3 separate regions of the Mus musculus genome follow, and all the other regions are linked to region 1. Evidence: chromatin contacts called from public Hi-C data. All regions are on one chromosome and are shown on one strand. Each heading gives the region's core, a stretch centred on a gene start, on an enhancer-like site or on the middle of the called end of the contact. The rest is flanking DNA. Distances are from core to core; before and after follow the strand shown. Region 1 holds the start of Btbd3 (BTB (POZ) domain containing 3). Region 2 has its middle 120 kb from the start of Mir1952. Region 3 has its middle 27 kb from the start of Mir1952.

Region 1 (5,057 bases), core at 940-3,439:
CCATTCTAATTGATTAGTTCTGACCTGAGAAGCCAGATACGGGGTCTGTTAGAAATATGTTTGGGATTTATGCTCAGAAGTGCCTCTTATCAGAAGGGCTTTGCAGACAGGTATGATTGAGAACTTGAGCAGCCAGTAGAGAGGCCGTCTGTTCCTGGTAGGCAGCTTACTCAGGGGCTACTGGTTTTCTTAGTGCCTTTTCCTCGGTGTTCTGTGCGGGTGAGTGAGAGTCTGTCTGTCTGTCTGTCTGCCTGCCTGCCTGTCTCTCTATGAGAGTGTGTGTGTATGTTGGGCATAGGTGTTTGTGTGTTATGTGTATGATATGTGGGATGTTTGTATGTGGTGTGATATGTGAGTGTAGTGGGTGTGGATGTTTGTATCTGTATGTTTGTGTGGTGTGTGATGTATATATGTAATGTATATAGACGTGCACGAGTTTGTGTGTGTGTGTGGTGGGAGGCAGAGGTTGACCTTCCACTGCTCTCTGTTATTTTTTGAGACAAAGTCTATTCATTTATCTGTAGCTCACCAATGAGCTAAGGCTAACTGGCTACCAAGGCCTTACTAATAACCCTTACCTACTGCTAGAGTTAGGGTTATAGGTACAGGCTGCTGGGCTGGGCTTCGCCTTCCTTCCTTCCTTCCTTCCTTCCTTCCTTCCTTCCTTCCTTCCTTCCTTCCTGTGCTGGGGATCCAAACACTGGTTTCCATTCTTGTATTACAAGTTCTTTACTCACTCCCTGGCCTTCTAGATGCTTTCCAACAGGTTATCATATAACAGGTTATCATATCTCTAACATTATCCTCAAAGTACAGCTGAAGGTGATTTGCAAGGGTATTGATGTGCAGTGTCTTAGCCCTGCAGTCTAGAATACAATAATTGTCATAAATAAGCAGCAACTTGGTTCCATCAACAATGGGGATAGGTAACCTTGCCTGTGTCTCATACTCTGTGCTCGCAGAGGCTTTCAAATGGCTTTAAATAATGACAATACAAAGGAACGCCTTTGGAATGATTTAGGACTAAGATGCTAGGGGATTTAAAAATTTATTCTGGTATGCAATACTGTTAGTTATAGTAACAGTGTTCTCATTTGCTGAGGAGTCTCCATGCAGGCGAATGTTACATAGCACACAGGGCTAGGACTCTGAAGGATCAGGGACCAGAGGCAGCAGATAGCCTCTCTACTTTGAACAAACCCGAGTAATCCCATAGATGGGGCGGGAGTCACTCTAGTCATTAGTCTGCCTTTACAAACTATGAAGCTCCAGTAGATGCTGTTTTACTGGCAGCTGCCGGGGAAGCCTTATTCTCATCTAAAGCAAAGAGATCTTTTGCCTTTTAACTAGTTAATAGGAGACTTTGATCATTTTAAATAGCCCTTCTACTGGTGCTGTGCTAGAGCTTACGGATTCTTTAAAATTTGTATGACAAGATTAAATGTAGCCTTAAGAGTTGAGTTGGATTTTGAGATCCTGAGCAGTGCCCTATCTGACTTATCTGCAGTGAATCACAGGGTTTAAGCACTAATTATCAGAGTTGTCTCATTTGAATGAATGCTATTGTCATATCTACAGTCTGCCTTATGCTTGAGTACAGCTAAGTGTGCTGGTGGAAGCTCATCGTAATTAACTGTGTTTTGTGACCTGGGACACAGGTCCAAAATCAGTGCCGAGCTAGAAAACATTGGAAGCAAGCTAAATGCAGAGCCTTAGCAAAACATCCAGAGACTAAAAAAAGACCCCTCCCCTCCCCTGCCGTGGCTGGGCTTAAATGTGTTTGGTTTAATTTCAGTACGTTGGTTCCCTTTGGCTTTATAGTCTAGGAGATCCTGTTCAAAATACTTGCAAGTAAATGCTGCTAGGAGGAAGATTGTTGCCAGGAAGAGAGATTAGACATATGTGTTCCCATTCTTTGTTAATGGCTTTTGCTTGTTTTGGTTGAAATGAAAATGTTCCTGTACTAAAGAGAAATAAACCCCTCCCTTCCTGTTTGCAAATGTCTTTCATTTGCTGTTTATCTTAATTAAATATACAGTAGAAAAGAGAATGTAACTGCTGCTCCTTTAATATCAGAGCTGTGCATGCTACAATAGGTGTCACTGTTTGGCTTCATCCAATCCTGATTGGTGGCTTCAGCTATTGGCTCGGAGCTCTGGCTGTCTGACTCCGTCTGCAGGGCTGTAATACCTACTCTCCTCTCCCGATCCATTCACCACACAACTTCACCGGCCGGCCGCGGCCGTACTGACTCGCTGGGCTCGCCACATCTTGCTAACCTAATTCAGAAAGCAAGCGCCTCAGCTCTCTCTCTGCCTGCCTCCTTTGCTCAGCTTTGCAGGTGATCCAGAGAACGGCTGGTTTTATGCGCAAGTAAGAAAACCAGGAATCATGATGGGAATGTATTTAACAGATCCGGTCCTGGATAAAACTTAAAGCCAGTTTCTCTTCAACATAGTGAAAAGGTCACCTTGCCTGGCTGGGAAAAGCAGGAAGAAAGCAGCCTGCCGGTCTCTGTTAACATCTTAGCTCCGGCTAGCCTCTTTGCCTTGATGTTTGAGCAGTTTTGCGAGATCTAGCTCTAAAGAGAGACATCCTGTACTCATGGTAGATGATAAAGAAAAGAACATGAAATGTCTCACCTTCTTCTTGATGCTTCCAGAGACAGTAAAGAACAGGTCCAAAAAAGGTTCAAAGAAAGCCAACAGCAGCGGTGGCGGCGGCGGCGGCGGCAGCGTTGGCAGTGGGAGCAGCAAGTTGCCCCCAGTTTGTTATGAAATAATTACCTTGAAGACTAAAAAGAAGAAGAAGATGGCTGCTGATATATTCCCCCGTAAGAAGCCAGCCAACTCCAGCAGCACCACTGTCCAGCAGCAACACCAGCACAACCTCTGTAACAACAACCTCATCCCGGCCCCCAACTGGCAGGGTCTTTATCCCACCATCCGAGAAAGGTAAGCGCCCTTGCTGGCAGGCTAGCGTGTTTACTCTCAAAGTTTGCCGGTGGTGAAGTCTCTGCTTTTTCATGACTGTAATGCAGTTTACCACGAATCCCTGCTCCTCTTCCCCAGAGGCTCTACTGGTAATGGAAAGCTGCCTTGTATCTTTTCCAAAGCAGTACAGCTGTTTTCCTCTTAGATAAAAATATTTTTGCAAGCTGTAACATTTAAGCAGCAGCTTTGTGTCTGTGGAGCACAGAGACAGGAAACCCTTCATTTGTCCTAAGCCCTGTAAAAGTTTAGTTAACTTTTAAAACTTGAGTTCCTTGCCATGTGTCTGCAGTGGTTTCAGGCAGTGGTGTGGCTGGACCCTTTGTATGCTCTTTAGCTGGGAGTGGAACGCTGAGCTGTTGTTGCTTAGCTTAACTCTGAAGTTTTGCATGTTGGGGAAAGGGCTGCTAAGAATACAGGCTGTTGTGAATTAATGACTCGCCTCTTGTTTGTAGAAATGCGGTGATGTTCAATAATGACTTGATGGCAGACGTACATTTTGTGGTTGGGCCACCAGGTGGGACTCAGCGGTTGCCAGGACACAAAGTAAGCAACAGCTGCATTACCGGTTTAGTCCTGAGATTTACATAGAGGGACCCTGTCAGCACAGAGCTTGGTGTGGGCAGGCAGCCCGCCGGCAGCCACTGCATGGTTCGCCCAGTTACAGAGAATATAGACCTTTGGCCACACTTCATTTTGTCTTTGTTTCCTTCTACACGGTTGTATATATCACCCAGAAATGTGCGCTTCTCACTCTCCAGGGCTAGGAAATGTTGTAACTGGCTTGGAAAGTCCTCTGTTTACTGTACCTATAGAAATCCGATAAAGAGCCCATGGTTTGATTTATTTCCCAGTGGGGTGGGGGTGTATATTAATGTCAAAGCTTTGAGATATTGATGGAGAGCCCACTTTGTGTGACAGTCTCATGCTCCCTGTCCAGTGCACCATAGCCTGGCTGTTTACGACGGTGGGCTATGTACCTTACGTGCCCCCGGCCCTCAGTGGCTAGTGGTTTTGGGGATTGACTCTGCAAATGCTTTCAGTGTAGTGTGTGAAGGGAGCTCTCCCTTTCTCCACAGTACGTCCTCGCTGTCGGGAGCTCAGTGTTCCATGCAATGTTTTACGGAGAACTCGCTGAGGACAAAGATGAAATCCGAATCCCAGACGTCGAACCTGCTGCCTTCCTCGCCATGCTGAAGTAAGCATGATGTGTGTGTTTGGAAAGAGTTTCTTGTGCTGTGTTCCTGCTCTGCTGGCCTCTCAGTCAGATCTGAGTTTCCTGTAAGCGAGAGATTCTAAAGAGAGGGGGTGCTGCTTGCCTTGTAAATGGTCTTAGAACCGCTCTTCTGTGCTCGGGGAAGTCCTATGGAATGTCGCAGGCAGTTAGAGCCATTCCTTAGCCTAGAGCCTAGGGGCAAAGAGCTCACGTGGTGAGCTGCTTTTAGGGACATTTTAAAAGAAAAATAGCTTTCTGGAATAAACACTGTTTAATAGGGATGTTCTCCTTCTGAAAGCAGGACACTTTAAGGAGGCTTCAGAGAAATAGACCTTTACTTCACAATGAGAGCAGTGATGTACCTTGTTTAGCTAGCAACACTAGGACGACACATGCCTTCTGTGTTGTCTAATGCCACCAGAAGTGGAACTTAGTATCTCATCTTTGACTACATATATTTTACCCACAAAATTGGACATGCAAATTTTTGATGAAGAGATTTTTGAAGGGATTGTTTCCTATAGTTGTCTGTAGATTAATACAAGCAATTTTAAATTAGTAATATAAAAACGTAAAAAAGATTGGGGTAGTCACATATTTACTTAAAATTTTTCATATCTTATAGATACTTTACAGACTCTACTGCATGTTAATCGGGTCCTGGGAATCATCTTTACCAGGGTCTAATGCTAAACAGTGAGATTAAGCCTAGTTATTATAAGTTGTATTTATAAGGTTTTTCTTAACTGTTCAAGGCTATATTTTGATCTGGGAATTTCATTTCATCGGAATAAATTTAAAAAACAATGTTTTTGAAGAAAAATTGCCAAGTGGGTCAAAAAGTTTGACAA
Region 2 (5,057 bases), core at 1,244-3,743, 660 kb after region 1:
AATAGCTGACTGTGAGCATCCACTTCTGTGTTTGCCAGGCACTGGCATAGCCTCACAAGAGACAGCTATATCAGGGTCATGTCAGCCAAATATTGCTGGCATATGCAATAGTGTCTGCATTTTGTGGTTGATTATGGTATGGATCCCTGGATGGGAAAGTCTCTGCAATGGAGCCTTTCGAAATTAGAATAAATCTAGTCTGGTTATGATATAATAGACAATTACCTGTGGGGATAGTATCTAAGAACTTAATGTGCATCTTCTTTCTCTTGTCTCCATGTTCATGCATGGAAGTGTTCTAGGCAGGAAGCACTGAATAAAGCAGGATTGATGTTGAAGCTTTGCTATAAGGGCACTGATCTGCATAATTATAGCCAGTAATGCTAAAGACTTAATGTTGCTGAGTTTCTTCCCTCTTAACTGATTCCTGTGTTACTCTGCTCAGCTGAGCAATTATAAAGGGTTGAGTCATTAAGTCTTGCAGAAGGTCAGATCCTCACTACATTAGTGCCATGAAACTGAAACTCCTTTGGTCTGATCTCTTACCTGACTGTTGGCACAGCGCCTACCATGTAGCAAGAACTAACGAATACTTGTAGACTGTATGAGAAAGCAAAATGAAAAGCAAATAATTCAGTAACCCAGCCCCAAGAACATTATCCCAGGGAGTTTACACAAATCAAATTGTGAAAATTTCTGCCTTGCCTGAATCTTTGTAGACACAGCACAATTTCTTCTAGGACCTGAAGGGTAATTACAATAATCATTCATGCCTCCATGCAGAAATAAGATATAACAGTCATATTTTCTGAAGGTATATTACAGCCTATACTTCATTTTGGAAAGTTTTATATAAAAAATTATCAGCTCCACTACAAGGATAATGAGGCTAATGTGGGGATATTGGCAAAATTAAATATATGAAAAATATAAATATATTATCTCCTATGTGTGTGTGTGTAGTAAAATTCCACTCATAGATCCATGCCACTACCACTACTTTGTTCCAATAGAAGCTTTTCCTACTTTCTTTATTAAATTTCTTGCTATTAAATATGGATTTTAATGTATTAAATTTGTTATCATAGACCCCATTCACATAAATATATACATGGAATACCTTGAAATGTTTTTACAAAACCGTGAGAAGGCTAAAGACTAAGATTTCTGAAATATGTAAGTATAAAGTAAAAAGTCAAGATGGTGAATACAGGGAGATTGTAGAGGAATACAGTGTGTTATAATAAAATAGTGTAGCCAGGCATGATAATATATGTGTATAAGCCCAGCACCAGGAAAACAACATCAGAAGAATCATCATAAGTTCAAGACCACACTATTCTATATAGTGAGTTCCAGAACAACCTAACAAGACTCTTTTACAAATAATTAAAACAAAAATAAATAAACTAATCAAAGTCTATAAAAAGATTCAACTTGAAGTAGATGTGCATATCTGTAGTCTTTTGATTCAAGAGTCATGAGGCAGAAAGAGCTGTAGATCATGAACAAAAATACAACTAAATCCATGTTTATTGTTAAGCAGAAATAAATGTCTTTTTACTTATGAGACAATTACACTTGAGTCAAGTCTATGATCCCTCTTCTACCAACCCATCAGTATCATTCAAAGAAAGAGCAGGTTGCCAACACAAGACAAACAGCAAATCTTATACTGTAGTATATAAATAAAGCTTATGGAAGGACCATAAAACAAAAGCACAGGGTGACAGACTGGTATGTCTTTCTTTCTTCAGAATTCATACATTTCTTCCTGGAAGAAAGAGGAAAGCTCATTAAGACAAAGAAAGTAAATGCTGTGTACAAGCTTCAGGGAGTAAATAATTTTCTAAAGATACGGAGAATTACAAGAATCACCTGCCCGCTCCTAAAGCTATATAAGCATTAATACGCTGGTGAGGAAAGACGCCCCGGTGTAACAACTGAGCTCCGTATATCGTTCAGAGTGTGCCAGGGATAAATCTTTGGCAATCATCGATATGCTTGGGTGAGATTTTGGCAATACAGCTCTTTGTGTTACGCATTCTCTGTAAGTAAACCCACCCACATACTGCTGCAAGTAACCCCAATAAACTCACTGATTCACTCAGCCAGACTTGGGGGTATTTATTATTTGTTTGTTTGTTTGTTTTGGTTTATCATCAATCAGGTGAGGTGAATAAGTGTCTGCCCCAGAAGTCATACATTACAGCTCATGAGAAAAAGGTCATTGGTTGGAAAAACAACAACAACAACAACAACAAAAAACCCATCATCACAAACTCAGTCAGTTCACCCAGTGATAAGACTGCTGTTTGAAAGATAATTAGAAAGACAAACAACCTTAACACATACTACCACCACCCTGTGCCAATGTTTGTGTCCAGCACAGTGTGCTCGTCTGCCACTGAACAGTTAACTTGTAAGCCTGGAAAACTGAACCACACAACTCAGCTCTTTCTACTTCTATTTTTTTGGATCAATTCAGCTTGGCTGAAGAGGAAGAGAAAACTGCCAAATTTCTACTAGGGTTTTAGGAAACATCTAGACAAATCCTAGCAGGAACTGAGGATATGCCTCATAAGTGAAATATTTCTAAAGGATGAAGAGTTTACCTTGAGAAGAAATAGAGGCCTCCCAGGTTGTGCTATTGGAAAATTTTCATCACACGCAATTATTAAAATGTGTGCATCTGTTTCTATAACCCACTTTGCGGCTATTATCTGCAACTCCTTGGATCCAGCTCCACTTCTGCCTCCCAGTTGAGTCCAATTTTGGCTCACACTCATCTTGGCCATCTAATGATGATGAAAATAGCATCTACCTACCACAGCATTTCATTTTACAGTTTACAAAACATTTTCAATTAATTATTTATAAGAGACCACTTACAACTAGAATAGGTTACCATTGCTATTTTTGCTTTAAAAATGTAGAACTAAATCTACAAAAGACAGGAAAAATTTAAAAAGGAAGAAAATAATGTTAATCAAGTTTGGGAAGAGAAGGAAAAGAATCAGAAACAGACTATAGGAAATGAGACTGTACAGTAGAACTGAGAGATGGCTTGGTGGTTAAGAGCAATGGCTGTTCTTCCAGAGAACCTGGGTTCAATTTGAGCATCTACATGACAGCTCATGATCATCTGTAACTCCAATTCTAGGAGATCTGGCACGTTATTTTGACTTCTGCAGAAACCAGGAAACCATGCAGTGCACATACAGATGTGCAGGTCAAACACCCATACACATTTTCTTTTAAAGTCTTTCCAATGGACAGTTGTAATCAATTCTTGTATAGGTTCTGGAGTTGAGGTTTGTCTCTTCTTCCTCAGGAGCCAAAAGTATAGCTTAGCACCTTCCCATGAGCAGTATTTCATTAATAAGTAAGTGTTCATATCTTATCTATTACAGAATACTGTGTTTGTTCCTCACTACTTCTAAATTCTTAACCTTCATCTTAAATTAAGATCCTTTTTTTTTTTTCTGAAGCACTTTTTCTTTTGTGAGAGAAACAAGGTACGTTGGAGTAAATGACAGAAGACTTCTTATTGTAAGCAAACAAACATCAAAAATAAAAAAAACAAGGTAGAAAACCAATTCAGGGAGGAGCCAAATTAACGAATAAATCACAACCTGTATATACATTCCATGATCAAACATTCTGTAAGTCTCCTGTTCTTTCAGAGCCTGTTTCCAGCCACCTGGGCTTCTTTCTTGTGTTCATTTCTTCCAATATTCTCACACTGTTTAAGAAACTAATTTTCCTGTAAACACTACGGACTGATGGTTTCCAAGAAGCACTGGCTGAGCAATAGATAAAGCCTGTAAACAGTGACCTGAAGCGTCCAGCTCCTGCAGTTTTGGGGGGGTTAGTTTTTGGTAATTTTTTGTATTATATTCACAGCTCATACTTACATTTCTGCTCCTGTTCTTTATGATGCAGATATTCAATGCAGAAGAGCCTCTTTTCTCTGAGTTCCTGGTTCATATTTGTGGCCTTGTACTTCTAGTTACAAGAAACAGCTTAGAATAGAGGTCTTTCTGAAAGAGTTGGTTTATGTATTCATATACAAAGATGAAAGCACTACCCATGGACACCCTGTCCTTAACAATCCATCCCAAAGCACCTCTAATACAAGTGGCTCATGACCACTTGTACTATTTTCTTCTGTGGCTTTCCATCCTCACCTTCACGCTACCTTTGTTCCTTTTCCACATCCCCACTATACAGCCTTTCAATCTGAAATAAACTATAAGCATTCACTAGTGACAACCCAGGGGATAATCCCGAAGAGAAGAGAGGAAGAGTGGGAGACCTAAGGAGAATGAAACCCTCATAGCTCTTTGAGTTTGCATTATTAGTTGTCATAATTCTCTTTATTCACTGTGGAAGAAGAAGACATATAATAATGACAAGTTGAGATCATGGATGTAGAAGGAGTTTTGATGAGAAAACCAACCAACCAACAAACAAACAATGCATCCTGGAAAATGAGAAATGAGATACCAAAACGAGATGGAACTATGTGGCCTATGAGGAAGGTGTCTTCTTGGGACAGGGTTTAGAAGCTAGACTTTCCTTGGAAGTCATACTGAAAAATATCACTTTTTCAATGAGTAAATGGAGAATCCAGGTAAATTAATGGCTGAGAGTGGCTTGTGGCTCAGCTCAGAGCTCTGTCACATCAGATAAATTGCAAATATTGGCTCCTACTATTTATTATTTTTATTGATAATTATTGGTTTTCAATACAGATACCATTCTTAATGACTACAAGTTTTTATATGCAGTTCTCTGTTGTTTAACTTTTTATTATCAGTAGACAAAGAAACTGAGAAAAAAATCAGGCTACAGTTATTGTATTTCGATAGAACTATGGGTTGCTAAATTCAAATTACTCTTTTCATTTAAAGAATGAAAAGAACTATCTAAATTTTGAAATATATAAAATAAACATTGATTTTATGAAATAAATAGAGAAATTCAGGGATGAGGAGTTCCAGAAATTTCCATTCTTATCCAGTCATACATTGTTACCCCTACGCTGCTATGAT
Region 3 (5,057 bases), core at 965-3,464, 510 kb after region 1:
TAGCTATCAGATGCCTGTTTTCCTTCTCTGAAGGTCAGTTCTAGGTTTCATTTTCCAAAGAGTAATATCAGCAGGCACAGAAAATAATGCACACATACATCACATAAACACACACACATACACACACACTTAGGATATTTTTTGCCTTGATAATAGGAAAAGAGGTAAACAAGGCAGCCTAGCTTCACTTTTTTATGAGGAACAGGAAAGAATGGGAGAGAATTTTGTTTACAGTGAATATCAACACCTTCCTGCTAGGTGCCAAAAGTTTCTGCTTAGAATATAAAGTTATTGAAAATATGTTAAAATGCCTTTCACATCTTACCAAGAGAAATACCAATTCTCAAAGTGCTACTTGATAAGAAATAAATTATTATAACAATCCTCTCAGAACTTAAGTTCAGAGACTACAGACAAGGTTCAGTGGTAAGAACATTTGCTATTTTTGCAGAGGTTCCTAATTCATTATCCAACACCTACCTGATAGCACAAAGCTATCTGTTAACTCCAGATCCAGAGAAGCTATGGTCTCTTCCACTCTCCAGAGGCAACACTTGTATATTTGGTGCACAGTCATACATGTGGGCAAAACAATCATATAGGTAAAGTCCAAATACATTTTAAAAATTTGAGTTCATGTGTATTTCCATACAATACTGAATCAATAGAGAAATGACCCATTTAGAATTCTTACTTATTTACTGGAGTACTAACTTTAGAGTTGATTTCTTACTTTAATCTATTCCCATCAATTCTCAGGGCCATGGTTCCTTTTCTGTAAAATGGCTCTCTCTAATATCCAGCATGCTTCTTGTACTAGATGGTTATGTGTGTCAACTTGACAAGCTGGAGTTATCACAGGGAAAAGGGCCTCCCTTGAGGAAATGCCACCATGAGATCCAGCTGTGAGGCATTTTCTCAATCAGTGATCAAGGGTGGGAGGGCCTATTGTGGGTGGTGCCATTCCTGGACTGGTAGTCCTGGCTTCTATACAAGAGCAGGCTGAGCAAGCTAGGGGAAGGAAGCCAGTAAAGAACATCCCTCCATGGCCTCTGCATCAGCTCCTGCTTCCTGACCTGAATGAGTTCCAGTCCTGACTTCCTTTGGTGATGAACAGCAATATGGAAATGTAAGCTGAATAAAACCTTTCCTCCTCTACTTCTTGGTCAGAATGTTTTGTGCAGGAAAGAGAAACCCTGACTAAGACATTTCTCATAATTACTTGGAAAGCTCAAGTCATAGTAAGTATTTCATATATACTTTTTATCATATTTTATATTTTTCATAACTTGGCTATTTCTTTTCCAAAAGTCTGGCAATGGTGTAGACCTTAGATTCAAGTTTACATAAGAGATGGATGTCAGGAAGTGGACACAAAGAACATGAACAGGTTTGATAAGGCACTGCACATTTTTCTACTATTTCTACTAGCTTTGGTGACTTTGTCTTATGTTATTGAACAGGGCTATTGATAACTGTTCCTTCTGAACCACTTCTGGGTAGCAACCATTGTCTCCAGGAGGTGATGAATGGGTAGTCTAAATCCAGTAATGAACTAGGGTTGATTCAACTCTTAGTGTCTTCAATGACAGACTTACATCTCTACTTGAGCTCATACTCAGGGAGAAGGGGCTTAAAAATGGCTGCAACAGAAGGATTTATACCACACAACCAACTAAGGCTTCAAGTCATGATAATACTGGAGCCAGTTATTGTGGGTATCTCAGCTGGTATGACACTCAGGATGTACCCCCCACACACTCCGAATTTCTAAATATATCTTTTTGTCAAGGCCAACTATAGAACTTGAACATCTCTTTCCCAAATGCCCTTCTTTTATCATTTTCTTTCCATTATACAATCATTATTTAGATGTGAAAAACCATACAATTATTTCCTACAATCATTTACAGTCTCATAATGCCTCTGAGTAAATTCAGAATTCCTATTTGGATAAAACAAATTATCATAGGTGATATGACCGGTAGCACACTATTATTATGAGTGTCTGCAGGCCATCCTGAGAAATGATTTCTTGCTTGACATATCTGCTAAATGGTAGATTTCTCCTAAATTTCTACCATGATTAAAACACTGTGGCAAACACCTTTATATGGCCCCAAATGGCAGAGAAATGTTTAAGAATAGAACCACAAACTGTTACTTTGTTTGGAGCCACTCTCTCTGCATTGTTGACAAGGTTGGGGAGAAGATGGCATGAACAGTTCCATCATGGCCAAGAAAAATTCAGCTGTCTCTGTAGCCGTTGAGAGAACCTGGTGATTTATGGAAGTCCTTTAAATGCTAACTGAATGTTGTGTGTGGGTGTGTTGAAATGTACTGCCAGGTGGTTCTCAAAAAAAAAAAAAAAAAAAAAAGCCTGCCAGGGCTTAAATCAGCCCTATCATCAGGATCAGAGCAAATGCCTGCTATTTTTCCACCATTTGTCAATTCTATATCAGCACGAGGACACCTGTTAGAAATGCTGTCACCTGATGCATAGAGTCAAACAACAAAATCAGAGTGAGTTTGGTAACAGCAAAGTAGCGTGCTGTGAGAGAGGCCAAGAGCTTCCGGGCAGCTTTCTTTGCCAAATTTACCTCCAGATTGCTGGGCGGTCTTGTCTCTGAACCTACCACCCAGGCAGCAAATCACGCCAACTAATCTGGTACACTGTGTTCCTCAGTAGCTCTGCTTTGAATATATTTGTGTATCTCTCCACCTGCTCTGTCCACCCAAGTGAATGTTCTGCTACTAAATGCATTTAGGCCTTTTTGTTTCCTTTATTAAATTCTTTATTTAATTCAATATATGAGACATTCCATATACAATATGCTCACCATAAAATAAACTACTGCGTCTCCTTAGGAAAAACGTGTCTTAATCTTATGAGACTGACAATTTGATTGAAAACAGATATTAAAATGCCCATGTTAAAAGGGGGCATGAGATGCAGGCTCTCATAAGAATTGTAACTAAGATAAAGAAAAGATTTCAGAAAGGGGATTAATTAAATGTGGAGATGTAAAACCAATGCTATCTTAGGTGAAAATCCATGGGTAAAAAGTTTTCTTAATTAATTAATGTATTTACTTTATATCTGTTTTGCAGCCTCCTATCCTTCCTTTCCTCCCAGTTCCTCCCTCTCACCTTCACTTCCTTCATTAACCCCATCCTCCTTTTCTCTTCAGTAAAGGGGAGCCCTCACATAGATATAAACCTACCTTGACATATCAAGTTGCAGTAGGACTTGGTGCAACTTTGCCTATGTTAGGGGAAAGGAATCCAAAGGCAGGCAACTGAGCCAGTGTCAGCCCCTTGTTCTTACCGTTAGGAGTGAAGTCTGAGCTGCACAACTGTTACACATGTGCAGAAGGCTTTGGTCTCTTCCATGCATGCTCTCTAGTTGGTAGTTCAGTCTCTGTGGGCATCTATGGGTCTATGTTAGTTGATTTTGTAGTGTTTCTTATGGCGTCCTTGACCTCTCTGGCTCTTTTAATCCTTCCTCCCCCTTCTCCACAGGATTGTCCAAGCTCTGCCTAATGTTAGGCTGTGGGTGTAGCATATGTTTCCATCAGTTGTGGGGTAAAGCCATGCAGATGACAGCTATGATAGGTGCCTGTCTGCAAGTATAGCAGAGTATCATTAATAGTCTCAGTGGTGGACTCCCTCCCATGGGGTAAGTCTCAATCTGGGCCAGTCACCGGGTCTCTATTCCCTCAATTTTTTGCTCCATCTTTTACTGCTGCATATCTTATAGGCAGGAGTGGCTTAACTAGCCCCCCCTCATAATTCCTGGGAGTTGCCATTGTCCATTTCTAGCTCAACTCAGAGATAGCTCTGACCACTTCCAGTTTTCTTCCATGTCTTCCACCAACTTGATCCCTCCTTTCTTTTCCTTTTCTTTCTTCTTCTTCTTCTTCTTTTCTTCTTCTTCTTCTTCTTCTTCTTCTTCTTCTTCTTCTTCTTCTTCTTCTTCTTCTTCTTCTTCTTCTTCTTCTTCTTCTCCTCCTTCTCCTCCTTCTCCTCCTTCTCCTCCTTCTCCTCCTTCTCCTCCTTCTCCTCCTTCTCCTTCTCCTCCTTCTCCTCCTTCTCCTCCTTCTCCTCCTTCTCCTCCTTCTCCTCCTTCTCCTCCTTCTCCTTCTCCTTCTCCTTCTCCTTCTCCTTCTCCTTCTCCTTCTCCTTCTCCTTCTCCTTCTCCTTCTCCTTCTCCTTCTCCTTCTTCTTCTTCTTCTTCTTCTTCTTCTTCTTCTTCTTCTTCTTTTTTTTTTTAGTATAGAATAGAGTTTATTCAGGGCATGGGGAGGGGAGTTAAGAGGGTAGTAGAGGCAGAGAGAGAGAGAGAGAGAGAGAGAGAGAGAGAGAGAGAGAGAGAGAGAGAGAAGCAGTGAAGTAGAGGCTGACAGTGAGCATTTGGAGAGATGGAGGAAGGGAACGGGGAAGGGAGGGAAGGGGCAAGGGCACAGAGCGGGGGCAAGAAGGGAAGAGCAAGAGGTCAAGAGAATAAGAGCTTGATCCCTCTTGTTTTTCTTCCCACCCCTCCTACATCCAGGCCCTTATATCTTCCATCAATGTCTATTCTGTTTCCCTTACTCAGGGAGATTCAAGCATTTTCCTTCTTTATTACTGGGTCTGGAGATTGTAGCATGATTATTCTGTACTTTATGGCTAATATCCATTTATAAGTGAGTACATATTATATTTGTGTTTTAGGGTTTGTGCTACCTCAGTCAGGATGACATTTTCTAATTCCACTGATTTGCCTGCAATTTCATTATGTCACTGTTTTTAATAGCTGAGTAATATGCCATTATGGAAATGTACATTTTTTTTTATCCATTCTTCAGTTGTGCAACACCCAGGTTGTTTCCAATTTCTAGCTATTATACTAAAGTGCTATGAACATAGTGAAGCATGTGTCCTTGTGGTATGGAAAAGCTTTCCTGGGTATAGCTGGATCATGAGGTAAAACTATTCCAAATTTTTTGAGAAACAGCCAAATTGATTTCCAAAGTGGCTCTATAAGTTTCACTCCCTACAGCAATGGAGGAGTGTTC

The links. A called contact is a pair of places that touch in the nucleus more often than the background predicts.
Region 2: a Hi-C map of cerebellar granule neurons shows a contact between it and region 1, with 2.6 times the contacts expected there. The contact joins the enhancer-like site here to the promoter of Btbd3 in region 1. A contact is called at or near these places in 2 of 484 Hi-C or Micro-C datasets (cerebellar granule neurons and cerebellum) and 1 of 115 datasets of contacts at active chromatin or transcription factors (forebrain).
Region 3: a contact with region 1 is called in a Hi-C map of cortical neurons, with 2.3 times the contacts expected there. The contact joins the enhancer-like site here to the promoter of Btbd3 in region 1. A contact is called at or near these places in 5 of 484 Hi-C or Micro-C datasets (brain, cerebellar granule neurons, cerebellum and 2 more) and 2 of 115 datasets of contacts at active chromatin or transcription factors (embryonic limb bud and forebrain).

Annotation. Positions count from the first base shown.
Region 1 is chr2:138,276,304-138,281,360 of GRCm38.p6, forward strand. Btbd3 (BTB (POZ) domain containing 3) reads left to right here and starts at 2,190. Exons shown (of 4, transcript NM_145534.2): 1 at 2,190-2,954; 2 at 3,446-3,536; 3 at 4,070-4,188. The coding sequence starts at 2,605.
Region 2 is chr2:138,936,803-138,941,859 of GRCm38.p6, forward strand. No RefSeq gene overlaps it. Among named protein-coding and RNA genes, the nearest start is that of Mir1952, 120 kb to the left of the region's middle. Within about 2 kb of position 2,494, at least 2 of the 459 cell types and tissues checked have an H3K27ac peak or open chromatin away from gene starts, as enhancers often do. A contact at or near this core is called in cerebellar granule neurons and cerebellum, where this site is marked.
Region 3 is chr2:138,790,642-138,795,698 of GRCm38.p6, forward strand. No RefSeq gene overlaps it. Among named protein-coding and RNA genes, the nearest start is that of Mir1952, 27 kb to the right of the region's middle. Within about 2 kb of position 2,215, at least 12 of the 459 cell types and tissues checked have an H3K27ac peak or open chromatin away from gene starts, as enhancers often do. A contact at or near this core is called in cerebellar granule neurons, cortical neurons and ventral hippocampal neurons, where this site is marked.